Linked DNA regions of Sus scrofa: all the other regions are linked to region 2. A link is a contact called in public Hi-C and promoter capture Hi-C data. All regions are on one chromosome and are shown on one strand. The core of a region is the stretch at or near the end of the contact, and the rest is flanking DNA. Distances in the headings are between cores, read along the strand shown.

The links. Promoter capture Hi-C pulls out the DNA fragments that hold promoters and counts their contacts. Hi-C and Micro-C count contacts between places; a contact is called where the count stands out from the background.
Region 1: a contact with region 2 is called in a promoter capture Hi-C map of liver, with 3 times the contacts expected there. The contact joins the promoter of PPP6R2 here to the promoter of ALG12 in region 2. A contact is called at or near these places in 1 of 5 promoter capture datasets (liver), 6 of 47 Hi-C or Micro-C datasets (fetal skeletal muscle, mesenteric adipose tissue, omental adipose tissue and 3 more) and 1 of 2 datasets of contacts at active chromatin or transcription factors (alveolar macrophages).
Region 3: a promoter capture Hi-C map of liver shows a contact between it and region 2, with 10 times the contacts expected there. The contact joins the promoter of SCO2 here to the promoter of ALG12 in region 2. A contact is called at or near these places in 1 of 5 promoter capture datasets (liver), 3 of 47 Hi-C or Micro-C datasets (liver and retroperitoneal adipose tissue) and 2 of 2 datasets of contacts at active chromatin or transcription factors (alveolar macrophages and skeletal muscle).
Region 4: a contact with region 2 is called in a Hi-C map of epiblast stem cells, with 2.1 times the contacts expected there. The contact joins the promoter of MIOX here to the promoter of ALG12 in region 2. A contact is called at or near these places in 1 of 5 promoter capture datasets (fetal liver), 11 of 47 Hi-C or Micro-C datasets (alveolar macrophages, embryonic fibroblasts, epiblast stem cells and 7 more) and 2 of 2 datasets of contacts at active chromatin or transcription factors (alveolar macrophages and skeletal muscle).

The regions. Positions count from the first base shown.
Region 1 is chr5:339,880-343,469 of Sscrofa11.1, reverse strand. It overlaps PPP6R2 (protein phosphatase 6 regulatory subunit 2), which reads left to right and starts at 1,943. Exons shown (of 23, transcript NM_001206372.1): 1 at 1,943-2,072.
Region 2 is chr5:715,082-718,583 of Sscrofa11.1, reverse strand. It overlaps ALG12 (dol-P-Man:Man(7)GlcNAc(2)-PP-Dol alpha-1,6-mannosyltransferase), which reads right to left and starts at 1,656. Exons shown (of 10, transcript XM_021091350.1): 1 at 1,500-1,656. It overlaps CRELD2 (cysteine-rich with EGF-like domain protein 2), which reads left to right and starts at 1,818. Exons shown (of 10, transcript XM_003126783.6): 1 at 1,818-2,122; 2 at 2,444-2,526; 3 at 3,186-3,296. The coding sequence starts at 1,997.
Region 3 is chr5:218,749-222,251 of Sscrofa11.1, reverse strand. It overlaps SCO2 (SCO cytochrome oxidase deficient homolog 2 (yeast)), which reads right to left and starts at 1,451. Exons shown (of 2, transcript NM_001206377.1): 1 at 1,173-1,451; 2 at 1-424. The coding sequence starts at 411.
Region 4 is chr5:249,705-253,348 of Sscrofa11.1, reverse strand. MIOX (myo-inositol oxygenase) reads left to right here and starts at 1,802. Exons shown (of 10, transcript NM_214102.2): 1 at 1,802-1,837; 2 at 2,171-2,251; 3 at 2,437-2,517; 4 at 2,597-2,759; 5 at 2,880-2,947; 6 at 3,066-3,175; 7 at 3,251-3,318; 8 at 3,420-3,469; 9 at 3,566-3,644. The coding sequence starts at 1,832.

The sequences.
Region 1 (3,590 bases), core at 694-3,193, 380 kb after region 2:
GAAGGCACAGGGATGGGGTGAGACTTCTGTGTGATACTTTTTTAGGAGGTTCTTTTACGAAATTTGGGAAATTTTTGGCTGTAGTTTCATGTATTTTTATGTCCTATTCTCTCATATTCCTCTGAGATTTCAGTTGCACGCATGGCGGACCAATTTATATTGTTGCATAGTTCAGTGAGTCTCTCTTCATTTTTTTTCCTTTATATTGTACCCACAGCGTATGGAAGTTCCCAGTCCAGGGATCGAGTCCAAGCCGAAGCTGTGACCTGTGCCATCCTGCAGCTATGCCGGATCCTTTAACCCACTGCTCTGGGCTGGGGATCGAATTTGCACCCCTACAGTGACCTGGGCTGTTGCAGTCAGATTCTTAACCCGGTGCCACAGTGGGAACTCCCCTATTCATTTTTAATAAAAACCTTTTTTCTGCTGCCTCAGATTGATTGGTTGCTGTTTATCTTAGGTTTACTGACACTTTCTTTTTCAGTCTCCAATTTCATCAACTTCATCCAGTATATATTTTTACTTCAGATGTATTTTTTCAGTTGTAGAATAGTCATTTTTGTTTTTCTATGTAGTTTGAGTTCTCTGCTGAGATTTTACTTTTTCACTCATTCTCTCTATTCTGCTTTAAGTCCTTGAACATGCGTATTATAACTGTGTGTGGCAGGCACAGCCAAGAAATAAATAAAAATATAGCTATCATGTCATTTTAGAAGAGAATTGTAGTGTCATCTAATACCAGTCCCTATTCAGATTTCTCCAGCAGCTTGAAAAATACCCTCTTCCAGGAGTTCCCCTTGTGGCTCAGTGGAAACGAATCTGATTAGCATCCATGAGAACGCAGGTTCAATCCCTGGACTTGCTCAGTGGGTTAAGGATCTGGCATTGCCGTGAGCAGTGGTGCGGGTCCAAGACGCGGCTTGGATGTGACGTTGCTGTGGCTGTGGTGGAGGCCGGCAGCTACAGCTCCGATTCAACCCCTAGCCTGGAACCTCTATATGGCTTGGGTGCTGCCCCCAAAAGACACACACACACACGCTCTTCCAGTTGATTTGTTTTATTTTTTTATTTTTGATTTTTTTTTTTTGTCTTTTTAGGGCCATACCCATGGCATATGGAGGTTCCCAGGCTAGGGGTCGAATCGGAGCTACAGCTTCCAGCCTGCACCACAGCTCATGGCAATGCCAGATCCTTAACCCACTGAGCGAGGCCTGGGCTCAAACCTGCAACCTCTTGGTTCCTAGTTGGATTGTTTCTGCTGCGCCACAATGGGAACTCCTAGTCGATCTGTTTTAATTGGACCCAAACAAGATCTAAATATTACATTTGATAATTATGTCTCATAAAGCTCTTATGTTTCAGAATGGTAACTCCTTATTGCTAAAGTATAATTTTCAAAAGTTAAAAATCATGATCCATGCAAACACAAAATAAACAGTTCTGGGCCCTACTGGTTCGTTTTTGCTGCATGTCTTGAAGGCAGTCATCTCAGCAAGGACCACTAGTCATGTTGTTTGGAAGGGTGTTTTGAGACCCACCAGGAGCGCTTGGGAGTTCTCCTCTTCTGACGTAGCGATGGATCATCAGTGAGCTGCCCGGTCACCTCGCGACCAGGGTCAGCGGCCTGGTCACCTTGCCACCAGGGTCTGTGTTTCCTGCTGATGGTAGTGTCTGGGCATGAAGCTGGACACCTTCAGGCCCGAGAGCCTTCTCATGTCCTTGTATTCTAACCGTTGAGGTAGTTAATAGTTAACAGACGTAGGACAGGTGTGTATCATTGGTACCCGTCTCTAGAACAGTCAAACGCAAGGAAGTTTCTAGACCCCTGATTATAAAATTTGATTAGTAAGTAAAGACAACGACTTGTTTTTCTTTTCCTTAGCATTTTGGTAAGTTAACTTCACAAAAGCAGAACCTAAGTTTTTTCCCTCTTATTTTTCAGGTGAAGAGATTATAAATCTTCTATTGAGTGAAAATATTTTTCTTAAGGTTGCATATACGCCAAGAAAAAATCCCAAATGTTTTTATATTTTGCCTAAATACAAAGTTTAAACAAGAAGTTTCCACGGAAGGTAAGATAATTTTTGTTTGATTCTACTTTATTGTGTAATTTGCGTAAATATGCTGTATAAGTGGACATTCAGAGATGGATGACAGCAAAAAATTTCAGTTTTGAAGATGTGCATAGAGTTTCCTGACTTGTGGGTTTTGTTTTCTTTCCTTTTTTGGTTATACTGGCAGCCTATGAAAGTTCCCAGGCCAGGGATGGAATACGAGCCGCATCTGCAACCTGGGCCACAGCTGCTCCACGGTGGGAATGCCACTCCTGGGGTTTTTTTGACCCTCCTGTGTCTGGTTTTGAGATGCCGTGTTGCGAAAAAGTGCCTTGGTCCCTCCAAGCCCAAGTGTAATCCAGATAAAAACGGGTGCATTGGGCGTGTGTAGAGAGGCCCATGCCCTGCCTTACCTGTGGGAAGGCCTCCACCTGCCAGGTGGGATGGGGGGACTTGTGCTCCTGCAGCGGTAGGTGCTCCTGAAAGGCCTCCCATTGCCGTCCACTGAGAGGCTGGGTAAATGACAGATGCGCGACCTCTTGTGAGTGCCCTGGCGCAAGCTAACTGCTCAGAGGCCGAGAGGACAAGAAGAGATAGCACCCTTTCGCTCCTTGCTGAAGAAAGCGTAAATCCTTTTCAGAGCAAAGCAGACTCAGTGTAGGCCCTCAGGACTCCACTGATTAAATGTCAGCAAACTTGAGCACACGCACACACACCTTGTGATCGGAGTGGGCATGATTAGGTGCCCCAGCGAGTGCAGGCGTCCAGTACTCAGACACAGTATATGTGATAATGCGTGAAGTGTGTAAAGAAATACAAAATGGAATAAAAATTAGTAATGAAAACCGAAGTGTCACAGTGATCCACTTAGAACTTTCAGAAATGAAAAAAAAAGTTGAAATAAAAAACTCAGTACTTGTGGATTAGACAGATTAAACATGACTGAAGGCAGAAGTAGTGAACTGGAATATATCCCTAAAGAGGCTCTCCCGGGTGCAGCCGGGAGACGGGAGATGGGAAGTGGCACTCAGAGAAGTGGAGGGTGAGGTGCGTGTCCTGAAAAACACAGTTGGAGCCCAGGATGGAAAAGTGGGAAGAGGAGGAGAGCCGTTACGCAAAGTGTTAGTAGCTTTGACTCAGCGAGAGAGAGAGAGCGTAGCTTTAGAAAGCACTCTGTGTCCTAAGCAGTGTAAACAGGAGGAAACCCCGAGCTCCCCCTGTGTCGCAACGGGAGCGGTGATGTCGGCAGCGCTGGGATGCAGCTTCAATCCCCAGCCTGGCACAGTGGGTTAAAGATCCCCGGCATTGCCACAGCTGTGGTGTAGGTCGAACTGTAGCTCGGATCTGACGCCTGGCTGAGGAACTCCAAATTCCTTGGGGAGGCCAAAAAGGAAAAAAAAAAAAAAGGTAACTCACACTCCTACATTGAAATTGTACGGCAGCAAAGACAAAAAAGCCTTAAGTGAGGTTGAGCTAGGTCTCCTTAGCTTGAGTAGAGGCCGATAGAGAGCAGAGCAGTTCCTCCGTGTGGTGAGA
Region 2 (3,502 bases), core at 407-2,906:
GTCACTGTCTCCTGCTCTTAATTTTTTTACTTTATTTTATTTTTGCTTTTTAGGGCCATACCCACAGCATGTGGAAGTTCCCAAGCTAGGGGTCTAATCGGAGCTGTAGTCACTGGCCTACACCACAGCCACAGCAACGCCAGAGCCAAGCCACAGCTGCCACCTACACCACAGCTCATGGCAACGCCGGATCCTTAACCCACTGAGCGAGGCCAGGGAACACACCCGCATCCTCATGGATACAAGTGGGGTTTGTTACTGCTGAGCCACGAAGGGAACTCCTGTCTCCCTCTTTTTATGTTTATTTTTTATTTATTTATTTTTCTGTCTTTTTGCCTTTTCTGGGGCCGCTCCTGCGGCATATGGAGGTTCCCAGGCTAGGGGTCAAATTGGAGCTACAGCTGCCGGCCTCCCACAGCCACAGCCACGCGGGATCTGAGCCGCGTCTGCAACCTACACCACAGCTCACGGCAATGCCAGATCCTTAATCCACTGAGCGAGGCCAGGGATCGAACCCGCAACCTCATGGTTTCTAGTCGGATCCGTTAACCACTGCGCCACAACGGGAACTCCTGTCTCCCTCTTTTTAAAACGTAAGCTCCTTGGCGGCAGGATTTTTGTTTTTCCCCATCACTGACCCTCTGTCCCCCCGGGGGTTCTCATCCTGAGGGCACCCCCGCCCCCATTCACTCAGGTGTCAGCAGAGCCCAGAGCATAGCAGGTGCTCCAACGACTTGAAAAGGAAGTGCAGTAAAAGCTCTTAAGCTTCCATTTTCATTAGAAAAGACAATAACAGGCAGTTCCTGCTGTGGCGCAGTGGAAACGAATCTGACTAGGGTCCATGAGGATGCGGTTCCATCCCTGGCCTCGCTCAGTGGGTGAAGGACCCGGCGTGGCCGTGAGCTGTGGTGTAGGTCATAGATGTGGCTTGGATCCCGCATTGCTGTGGCTGTGGTGTAGGCCCGCAGCTGCAGCTCCGAATGGACCCCTAGCCTGGGAGCCTCCATATGCCGCGGGTGCAGCCCTAAAACATAAACAAAGCAAGCAAGCAAGCAAGCCAGCCACAACTCATCAACGCGCAAATTGTAGAACAGTGGCATCTCGGATTAGGCAAGCCCACAGAGGCCCTCTTGTCTATGGGGTTCTAGGGTCTCTGCGGGAAACTGGTCATATCAGATGTTCACATTATTAATCCCTGGCGGAAACGAGCCATCTGGCGCAAATTAGGCCAGAGAAAACTTTGTATCTTTTGTTCTATGACAGTCGGGATAGGGCTCATCTTAGTCCGGATTCAAACCACGGGCTCCAGTGCTAAATGCCCGGGGCGCGTGGGGAAATGCAAAATGCAGGTTCCTGGGCCCCCAAAGACAGTCATCAGGCCCCAGGTGAGGAGGCCTGGCGGCCCTCCCGCGTGGACAAGCCCGGCGATGCCCGAGAAGCGCAGCCACAGCGCCGGCCTGGAGCCCCCGCAGCCCGCCCCCAGAGCCGCGCGCGCTGACCTCGCCGCCCAGAGCACAGTCCCTCGAAGCGCGGCCGCCAGAGCTGCCCTCGACCGGAAGTGGAGCAGCGGAAACCGATGCCCTTGACCGAACCTAACATGGCCACCAACGCCTAGCTGCCGTCTCAGCGGGCGCCCTTCCTGCCCGGAGTAAAGATGGCCGCCACAGGCGGGGCGTGAGCCAGCCGCCTCGGATCTCCCCGCCCCCTGTGCCCAACCCTCCCGGCGGCACGCTGACCCGGGCCCTTCCTATTGGTGGCCTCCCGTGGCGAGCTCGGATTGGGCCACATGAGGACGGGGCGGAGCCATCCAACCAATAGCAGCGCGAGGGATGGTGAAGGGCGGGGCCCCGGCCGGCGCCGTCAAGTAGGCCCGGGAACCGCCGGCGCTGCTGAGCCGGTGGGCGGCCGAGGGTCGGAACGCTCGGCGGGTGCTTGCTGGACCTCGGCCGGTGCCCGCGCGGCCGCGTTCCCGTGGCGCTGTCCGCCTTGGCCCGCCATGCGCCTTCCGGTCCCGTCGCTGGGGGTGCTGCTGCTGCTGCTTCTGCCGCCGCCTCCCGGCGAGGCCACCAAGAAGCCGACGCCCTGTAAGCGCTGCCGGGAGCTGGTGGACAAGTTCAACCAGGTGTGCCGCTCCGCGAGGACATGGAGCCAGGGGGTGGGCCTGGGTCGCCCCTCCGTGGACTCGGGGATCACCCCACGATGGGCCCAAGGTTGCCGCACTGTGGACCTGGGGTCACCTCGCCATGGACTAGATTTGCCCTGCTGTGTACTGTTACACCCCCCAACCCCCCGCCATGAACCAGGGTCCCCACACCATGGACCCAGGGTTGTCCTGCCATGGATTGGGTCACCCCACCATGAATCTGGGGTCACCCCTGCTATGGAACCGGGGTGACCCTGCCATGAACAGGGGTGAGGCAGCAGCGCCACCTTTCCCCCGCAGGGTATGGTGGACACAGCAAATAAGAACTTTGGAGGTGGAAACACAGCTTGGGAGGAAAAGACACTGTCCAAGTATGAATTCAGGTAGGCACCCTGCTCTGAGCGGCCCAGTGCCTGCCTTTGGTGACATGTCCCCGGGAGCACTGATGATACAGAGTCCCTTTGGCACCGGCACCTGTCCTTACCTGGTGCCGGTGCCAAACACAGGTGGGGAGTTCCCACTGGGGGTCAGTGGTTAAGAACCCGCCTAGTAGCCAGGAGGATGTGGGTTCACACCTTGGTCTTGCTCAGTGGGTTAAGGATACAGTGTTGTTGTGAGCTGTGGTGTAGGTCACAGATGTGGCTCGGATCTGGTATTGCTGTGGCTGTGGCGTAGGCCGGCAGCTGCAGCTCCGATTCGACCCCGAGCCTGGGAACCTCCATGTGCCACAGGTGTGGCCCTAAAGAAAACCAAAAACCAAAAAACAGATGGAGCTCACTCCCTCCCCACCGCAGCTCCAGCCCCATCCTGCCCATGGCAGGGGTTCCCCCGCTGGACCCCACACCTGATGGGCCACCCTGACCACCCCTGCCCTCCGCCTTTAATTCTCCGCCTGGCACTGACAGCCCCCAGCTCCATTTGGGGTCTCTGTTGAGGGTTTTTTCAGTGAAGCGCCACGGTCCCTCGGGCCTGGCCTCCGGACCTCCCTGTAGAGGGCGCTGTGCCCTGGCCTTGCGGTGCTGACGGCCTGTGCGTGTTGCAGCGAGGTCCGCCTGCTGGAGATCCTGGAGGGCCTGTGCGGGAGCAGCGACTTCGAGTGCAACCAGCTGGTGGAGGAGCACGAGGAGCGCCTGGAGGCCTGGTGGCTGCGGCTGTGAGTGCGCTCCTCCTTCTGGGAAACAGCTTTGGAAAGGCTGTCCGATGTAGCAAAGCCGGCGACGCGTTGCCCGAGCCTGTTTTCTCCCTCGCTTGTGTCCCAAGCGCGACCTGGAGGGACTCAGCCAGACGGGCCGCGGGTGCAGACCCGCCTTTCCCGAGCCCAGCCTGCTCCGCGCTTTCCGCTCAACTGAGTCTCGGCGC
Region 3 (3,503 bases), core at 202-2,701, 500 kb after region 2:
ATCGGGGCAGATGTCTGGGCAGTGAGTGAAGCCAAAGTATATCAGCACCCACTGGCCCCGAAAGTCAGCTTTGCAGCGAACTTGGCCTCGGTGATCCAGAAGACTGAAGTCGCCTTGGCCCACAGCGGCCCGGCGCAGGGCCTCTGTCCGCTGTTGCTGCCGCCACTGCTCCTTCTCCGCCCTCAAGGCCAGCCAGGCTCCACCCAGCCCAGCCCCAATCAAGGCTGTGATCAGCAACCTAGTTTGCAGCCGAGGGCCCCGGGGCTGGCCTGGCTTGCCGGTTTCTGCAGGGCCCTGCCTTGCTAAGAGCCGGTATCTCACCTGCCCGGCCTCAGCTCCCTGGATCCTAGGGAGGGCCAGAGGCCTGAGCAGAAAGAGCCCGTGCCAAGCCTTGGGTGCCCGAGCCAGCATGGACCTGATGCTCCTGGAAAAGAGCAGAGGCGTCAGAAGCCAGAAGGTGCCTTGGCCTCCTGGGTTGTCCATCATTCTGGAGAGACCTGCCACCACCTCAAGGCCCAACCCTATGAGGGCTCTGCTGTCAGCAGCTGCTCAGCCAGCCCCCGCCATCACTCACACATGCTTCGCCTCTGAAACCTCAAACTCCAGCTTAGGCGTCATCAAACATCCACAACTGTCCCTCCTGTCCTTTAACGGGAGAACCTCAGTCTAACGAGCCCAGCGCTCGGCAGCACCTGGGGGTCTGAGCTGACGGAAGCGTTCCAAGCGCCTGCCTCCTCCGGGTTCCTGAGCGTATCTATGTTTGCAATAAACTTCTACTTCTTGAAAGGAGGTGGGTGAGCCTCTCGCTTCAACCCCCAAAAGACCAACTTCTCCGCCCCTTTTGCAGCCTTTTCCCTCTGAGGCCACTTCAACCGCGCTGTTTTGGCTCCCTCCCCCGCACTTAGCGGTAACCCGGTGCCACCCGCACCGCAGCCTCCAGTTACCCGCGGGCTCCACGCCCCCTCCAGTCCTTCGCTCGTTGAACCTGCCGGGCCCGCAGCCACCCTGGAGTAGCAAAAGGTTTCCACTTGCCTCCAGCCCACCTTCACAGCTGGGCATCCCACCGCAGCTCTGGGGTCGTGGCCCACGCCCTGCTGTGGCTTCGGTGGCCTCCGTTCCTCTCAGGGGCCCCTGGAGGTTTGTTAGGCGGAGATCTTAGGACTCCCCCTCACCTGTTCGACTGCTGCTACTGGGAGGATCTCTCGAAGACTTCTGAACGTCCGGCCTGCGCCCGGTCCGACGGTTCCTGGACTTGGGAGGGCTGGATGACCTTGGTCACGTCTCGTAACCTGTCTGTACCAGCTTCCTCCTTTACAAAATGCGCTCTAAGCGATGTACGAGATGGGCCTGCAAATGCAGCCAGCTTGTAGACGTTTGCAGGGCGCCGGCACAGGCGGATCTCCCGGGCCCCCAGCGCGCCGCACCGTCCCGCGAGTCTGAGGAGGGGAACCGGAAGGCAGCTCTGGGCCCCCGCCCCTCTCGACGCCAGCGCGCATGCGTCAACGGCGCCGCGCTCGCGCGGAAGGGCGTAAAGCGGGCCCGGCTGCTGCGCGTGCGCATGCGCCAGAGGTGGCTGGCCGGCCGGAAGCTACGTGACGGGAGGCGGGGTTTTTCTGGGGCGGCCCCCCCCACGCTGGCTGCTGTCTTAGTTTGCCCGGCCCCGGGTGCCGGGCACCGGAAAGGATGCGCGCCTCCTGAGCTTCGTTGCTACGTGTCGACTGGCGCGCACGAGGGGACGGGGAGTGAGGAGGGGCCTGGGCTGGGCGCGGGTAGGGGATCTCTGCCCTTTCCCTGTCCCCTCACCGAGCCTGGTGACGGGTGACCGGGTCCGGCAGCACAGGTGCTCACCAGTGCTCTTGCCGGCTCCAGGGCCTGTGTCTCTCTTACTTCCTGTCCATCGAGAGAGCAGACAAGCTGTCCACGCCATCTTAGGGGGGAGGTTAAGGGGTCTGGAAGTGATGGAGTGATGGAGCTCCCGAAGCTTCCTGGGAGATGTGGGGAACGCTGGCTGACTCGGATCAGTCACGAGGGGTCGGGGGACCTGGCTATGGAAGTCCCCATGTGATAGGATGACATGTGCATCCGTCTGGTCACCCTCTTGAGTGAGTTGTCAGGCGCCCTGTGGTGTGGAACAGTGATCCTGGGTTTGGGTCAGATCACCTGTGATTGTGTGTGATTGGAGATCAGGGGTTTTTAACATGCGGGAGGGGGATGCTGGAGTCTGGGGTCAGGTCACCTGTGATGAGGGACGGGCTGTCAACCCGGGCGTATAGGATTCCATCCACAGGTACCACCCTCCTGTTCTGACCCATGACACAGCAGCCCACTTGCCCAGCAGCCCTTGCATTTGGCCAGCTTCCCCACCTCAGGGCTCCAGTGACCCCATCACTAACGCTGAACAAAGAGTCATCAGCAACCTTGACAAATTCCAAAATCGCAATTCTGATAGGTCTTCACTAATGACTCATCAAGGATATGGATCCCTGTCCTGTGGCCCCCAGTTATTTTGTCCAAGTTCCTATTGACAGCAATCACTTTTCCCTTGATAACGGTGACCAAAGTCCAATGACTCATGAATAACTGATCAGTATCTTCCTTAGTGATCCTCCAGAGATTCTGGCCATTTTTGTCATCAATAACCCAGCTGTATTATCAATCGGTGGCCTACCTGTCCCTGCTCTGGGCGCTGAGTGACAGCGAATCCATGAATAGACTCCAGTTTCTCCAAGGTGCCCTCCATGTGTCCAGACCACGTCTGCTAATTTCTGGTACATGCTGGGCCAAGTATGCATGCCGAGTACACATGCACAGCCACCTCCCCGCCCTCACATTTCTCCTCACCCTCCCTGGTTAGGACTTCAGCTGAAGTTAAGCATTTACTAAGTAGAATAGTGGGTGTCCAGCTGGGGTGGGAATGGAGAAATGTCTTGGGAGTTCCAGCTATGGCACAGCAGGTTACGGATCCAGCATTGTCTGTGTGGCGGCGAGGGTTCGATCCCTGGCCCGGGAACTTCCATATGCCGTGAGTGTAGCCTAAAAAGAAAAAGAAAAGAAACTGTCCTGATTTGGGATGGGGGGTGTCAGTGTAGGAGTAGATGGGTACCTGTCATTGGGGACATAAGTCTGGGGGAATGGAGGGAGAGCAGAACCTAGCTCTTCGCTGGGAGTTCTGAGCCGGGGTGGGGGGGAAAGGGCCTGACGGGGAAGGGGGATCTGGATGACTTGGTTCTGTTAATGGTGGCTGATGGGAAGGGAGGGCCAATTCTGTCCTGGGGGGGATGAGAAGCCAGGGTCCCACCTTTGGAGGCTCTGTCTGGGCCAGGCTTGAGGTTAGGAGCCGGCTTCTGTGGTCTGTAGAGGAAGTGTCTTCTAAACTTGCAGCCACAGGCAGCCAGGGCAGGTGCCAGGACCCTGCCCCGGGGCCATGTTTGTCCTCAAGCTACTGGCACCAGGCTTCAGGCCACTCCAGCTGCTGTGCTGCTGTCACTCCAGATGGCCAGGAG
Region 4 (3,644 bases), core at 553-3,052, 470 kb after region 2:
AGAACCATCTGAGCTCCCACCCCTGTGCTCCCTCTTCGAGCCCAGGGCTCACCTTCCCTCCAGCAGGCCCTGTATGAACAGTTGAGGCTGGTCCCTGCCCTGCTGGGAGGCTGGGGGGAGAAGGAGCCCGGTGCCCTGGCACAGGAGGTGTGGATGTTGGATGTCGCTGGGATGGGTGTGTGAGGGGCGCCAATGAGGCCAGCAGGCTGGGGCTCAGAGCGGTGCCAGCAGAGGCAGACAGGGCCCGGGGGCAGTGAGTACAGTTCGAGGGGGGCTGGGGAATGAGGAAGAGGAGGACCGAGTTGGGGAGAGTCGGGAGCTTGGCTGGGCCAAGACCCTCCTGGCTCCAGCCACGGGGGCAAAGTCCCCCCCTCTGGTCCCACACACAGGGTGCACCCTCTGCCAGGAACACCACCCCACACCACACCCTCCACGTGGCACACAGGCTGCCAGGCCCCCAGGAGTGCCCTGCTCCATGCCCTTGCCAAGGTGCTCCCCGTCTTGGGCTGCTTTTTTGTATGGCCACCTGCCATGGTCACAGCAGCGGACCTGGTGTCCACATGACCCCTGAGCTCTAAGTGCTGTCCCAGCCACCTGTCTGACCTCTCACTTGGAGGTCTGGTGCCAGTCCCCCAGCTCTGCCCCTGCCACCTCCTCCTCCTGTTCCGGCCGAAACCTCCTCTCCCTCCTCCTCGTCTCCCTCACCCAGATCCTGTCAGCCAGCTTTTGCTCTTTCTCTTGGTCCAAGCCACCATCTGCTTTGGGGTGATGGTTCCTGGAGCCCCGTCTCCATCCCTGCAGCAAACATTGGCTGAGCACTCGTGGAAACAGCGAATAAAGCACATGCGCCCAACCCTGAGGCTGACAGCCCAGTGGGAGGAGGAGGCAGGGGAACTCAACCCCGGAAGCAGTGAGGGACGCCTGTGTGTGGGGAAGAGGAGGTGCTATGGGCTCACGGGGGCCGGGGGTACTCTGCCACCTTAGATGAGGGGCCCCAGCACCCCCGGCTGATCCTTAGCACGGGCAGGAAGAACCCCTTGGAGACCAGGGCCTCGCACCTGCCCACTGTCCTCTCCCGCCTGAGACCCTACCCTGACGATGCTCGGCGCTCAGACGGACGGACCGTCCACCCAAGCCCCGTGGTCCCTGCTGTGTCCGCATGGCCTAGGCCAGCCCGCACATGACAAGGGCTGTGAATTCCTCCCTGCTCTGACCCAAAGAGCCAGATGAAGACCCCTTACGCAACGCAACGGAACTTGAGCCCTGGGGCTCCCGCAGGCCTCACCGGTATTAGCAGGAATCCCACCCTGACCTCACCAGCCGACCCGCCTGCAGCCAGAATCCCGCTAAGTCAGTTTAGCGAGAATTCCCCACCCTTTATCTCCTCTGCCACCCTCCCTCCTCCCTACAGCACATCTCCCAATAAAGTCTTCCTCCCATCTTAACAAGCTTCAAAATAACTTTTTCTGAAATATGCCCCACCCTGCCCCAAACCCCAGGTGCCTGGGGATAAGGTGTTGGGAGGGAGGGGCCTACTGGGGCCTGGAAGTGTTTAAAGCTTGTGGGGCCAGAGCAGAGCTGGCTGCAAGCAGACTTGACCTCCCAGGCAGGTCAGTGGCCGGGGCGGGGGGGGAGCCGGGCCACTGGGGCTGCTCCTGTGCTGACACATTAACTCGCTGAGGCCAGGAGGAGGGTGGATGGTCACTCATTACCGAAGGCCAGGGCCAAGGGGCTGGGTGGTGTCCGGTCACTTATGTAACCTGTGGGCATATATAGGGGCACACAGGCCTGGGGCGGGCTTGCCCACTCGCCGGCACTGCCCCCTCTCAGGATGAAGGTGAGTATCCCAGGCCTCGCACCAGCAGCTGCTCCCTCAGGGAAAGGCAGCGCCAGGCCCTCTTCCCGCGGGTTCCTGGCCTTCATCTGGTCCAAGGTCCCCCTCCTTCTGTAGTGGTCTGGCTGGGGCCATGGTCACCATCCGAGCCCTGAGCTCCCCTTGGACCCAGGCCTTGAGACGCGGGTGGGGGTACTGTGTGCCCGCATCTGCGCATCACCTGGAAGCAGGCCTCTGCGGCATCCGCCGGCAGGTAAGGCGCCCGGAGAGCCGCAATCTCACCTCAGGCTCGCCAAGGCGTCTCGGTGAAACGCGTTTGCTCCCCCGCCCAACCAGGACCCAGACCCTTCCCAGGTCTATCGGCCTGATATGGACCCAGAGGCGGCCAAAGACAAGGGCAGCTTCCGAAACTACACGGTGAGACCCCCTCCCACCCCCGCTCCTTGGGGAGAGCAGCACCTGTCCCCTGGCACGGCTCCCGGGGCCACCCTGGGGATGCCCTCTTCACACCTCGGGGCCGGGCCTGGGAGAGGGGAGGCAGTGGCCCCCTGGGGTGAGGAGCAGGGGCTGGCGGGCTGCCTGGCTGACCCTCTGACTCGCAGTCTGGCCCGCTGCTGGACCGGGTCTTCCGCACCTACAAGCTGATGCACACGTGGCAGACCGTGGACTTCGTCAGGAAGAAGGTAGTTGCCGGACTCCTAGCGCGAACCCCTCCTGAGGGCCGGCCCTGGGGCCACCCTGACCTCTCCCTTCCTGGCCCAGCACGCCCAGTTCGGGGGCTTCTCCTACAAGAGAATGACTGTCTTGGAGGCCGTGGACATGCTAGACGGGCTGGTGGACGAGTCCGACCCCGACGTGGACTTCCCCAACTCCTTCCACGCCTTCCAGACGGCCGAGGGCATCCGGAAGGCCCACCCTGACAAAGGTGTGCTCCCCCGCCTGCCCGGGGTGCTGGGGGCCTGGCCCTGCCCCCCCCCCCGCCCCAGCCCCTCCTCTGCCCTGGGCCCTGCATCCCCCCTCCAGCCTGCCCTGGCCTCTCTCCCAGACTGGTTCCACCTCGTCGGGCTCCTGCATGACCTGGGGAAGGTCCTGGTTCTGGCAGGGGAACCCCAGGTGAGGAGTGGGGAGAGGGGTGCGCAGGGTGGGGCACTGGGCGGCCTCGGCCCTGGGGTCTGGACACCACTTGATGGGCAGGCCAGTCGCGCTCACCCACAGCCGCCCGTCCCTCCAGTGGGCCGTCGTTGGAGACACCTTCCCTGTGGGCTGCCGTCCGCAGGCCTCTGTGGTTTTCTGCGACTCTACCTTCCAGGATAACCCTGACCTTCAGGACCCTGTCTACAGGTGAGCCTGCCTCGCCGGTGCTCCTCCCTCCCCAGGGCTCCTGACCCCCTCTCACCCTCTCATCTCACCCTGCAGCACAGAGCTTGGCATGTACCAGCCCCACTGTGGGCTCGAGAATGTCCTGATGTCCTGGGGCCACGATGGTGAGGCCAGTTAGAGACGCTGGAACCGCGGGAGCGCGGTGGGCCCTCCCCGAACCGGATGCCTAGTGGTGACACCCTCCCTCCCTCCTTCCCTCCCACAGAGTACATGTACCAGATGATGAAGTTCAACAAATTCTCCCTCCCAGGAGAGGTAGGTTGGGGGGAGGAGCAACGCCAAGGGCCCCGCCCCCGCCCCGCCCCCGCCCCGCCCCGCCTAGAGCCGTCGGTGTGGCTCCTCCCGCCCCAGGCCTTCTACATCATCCGCTTCCACTCCTTCTACCCGTGGCACACGGGCGGCGACTACCGGCAACTGTGCAACGAGCAGG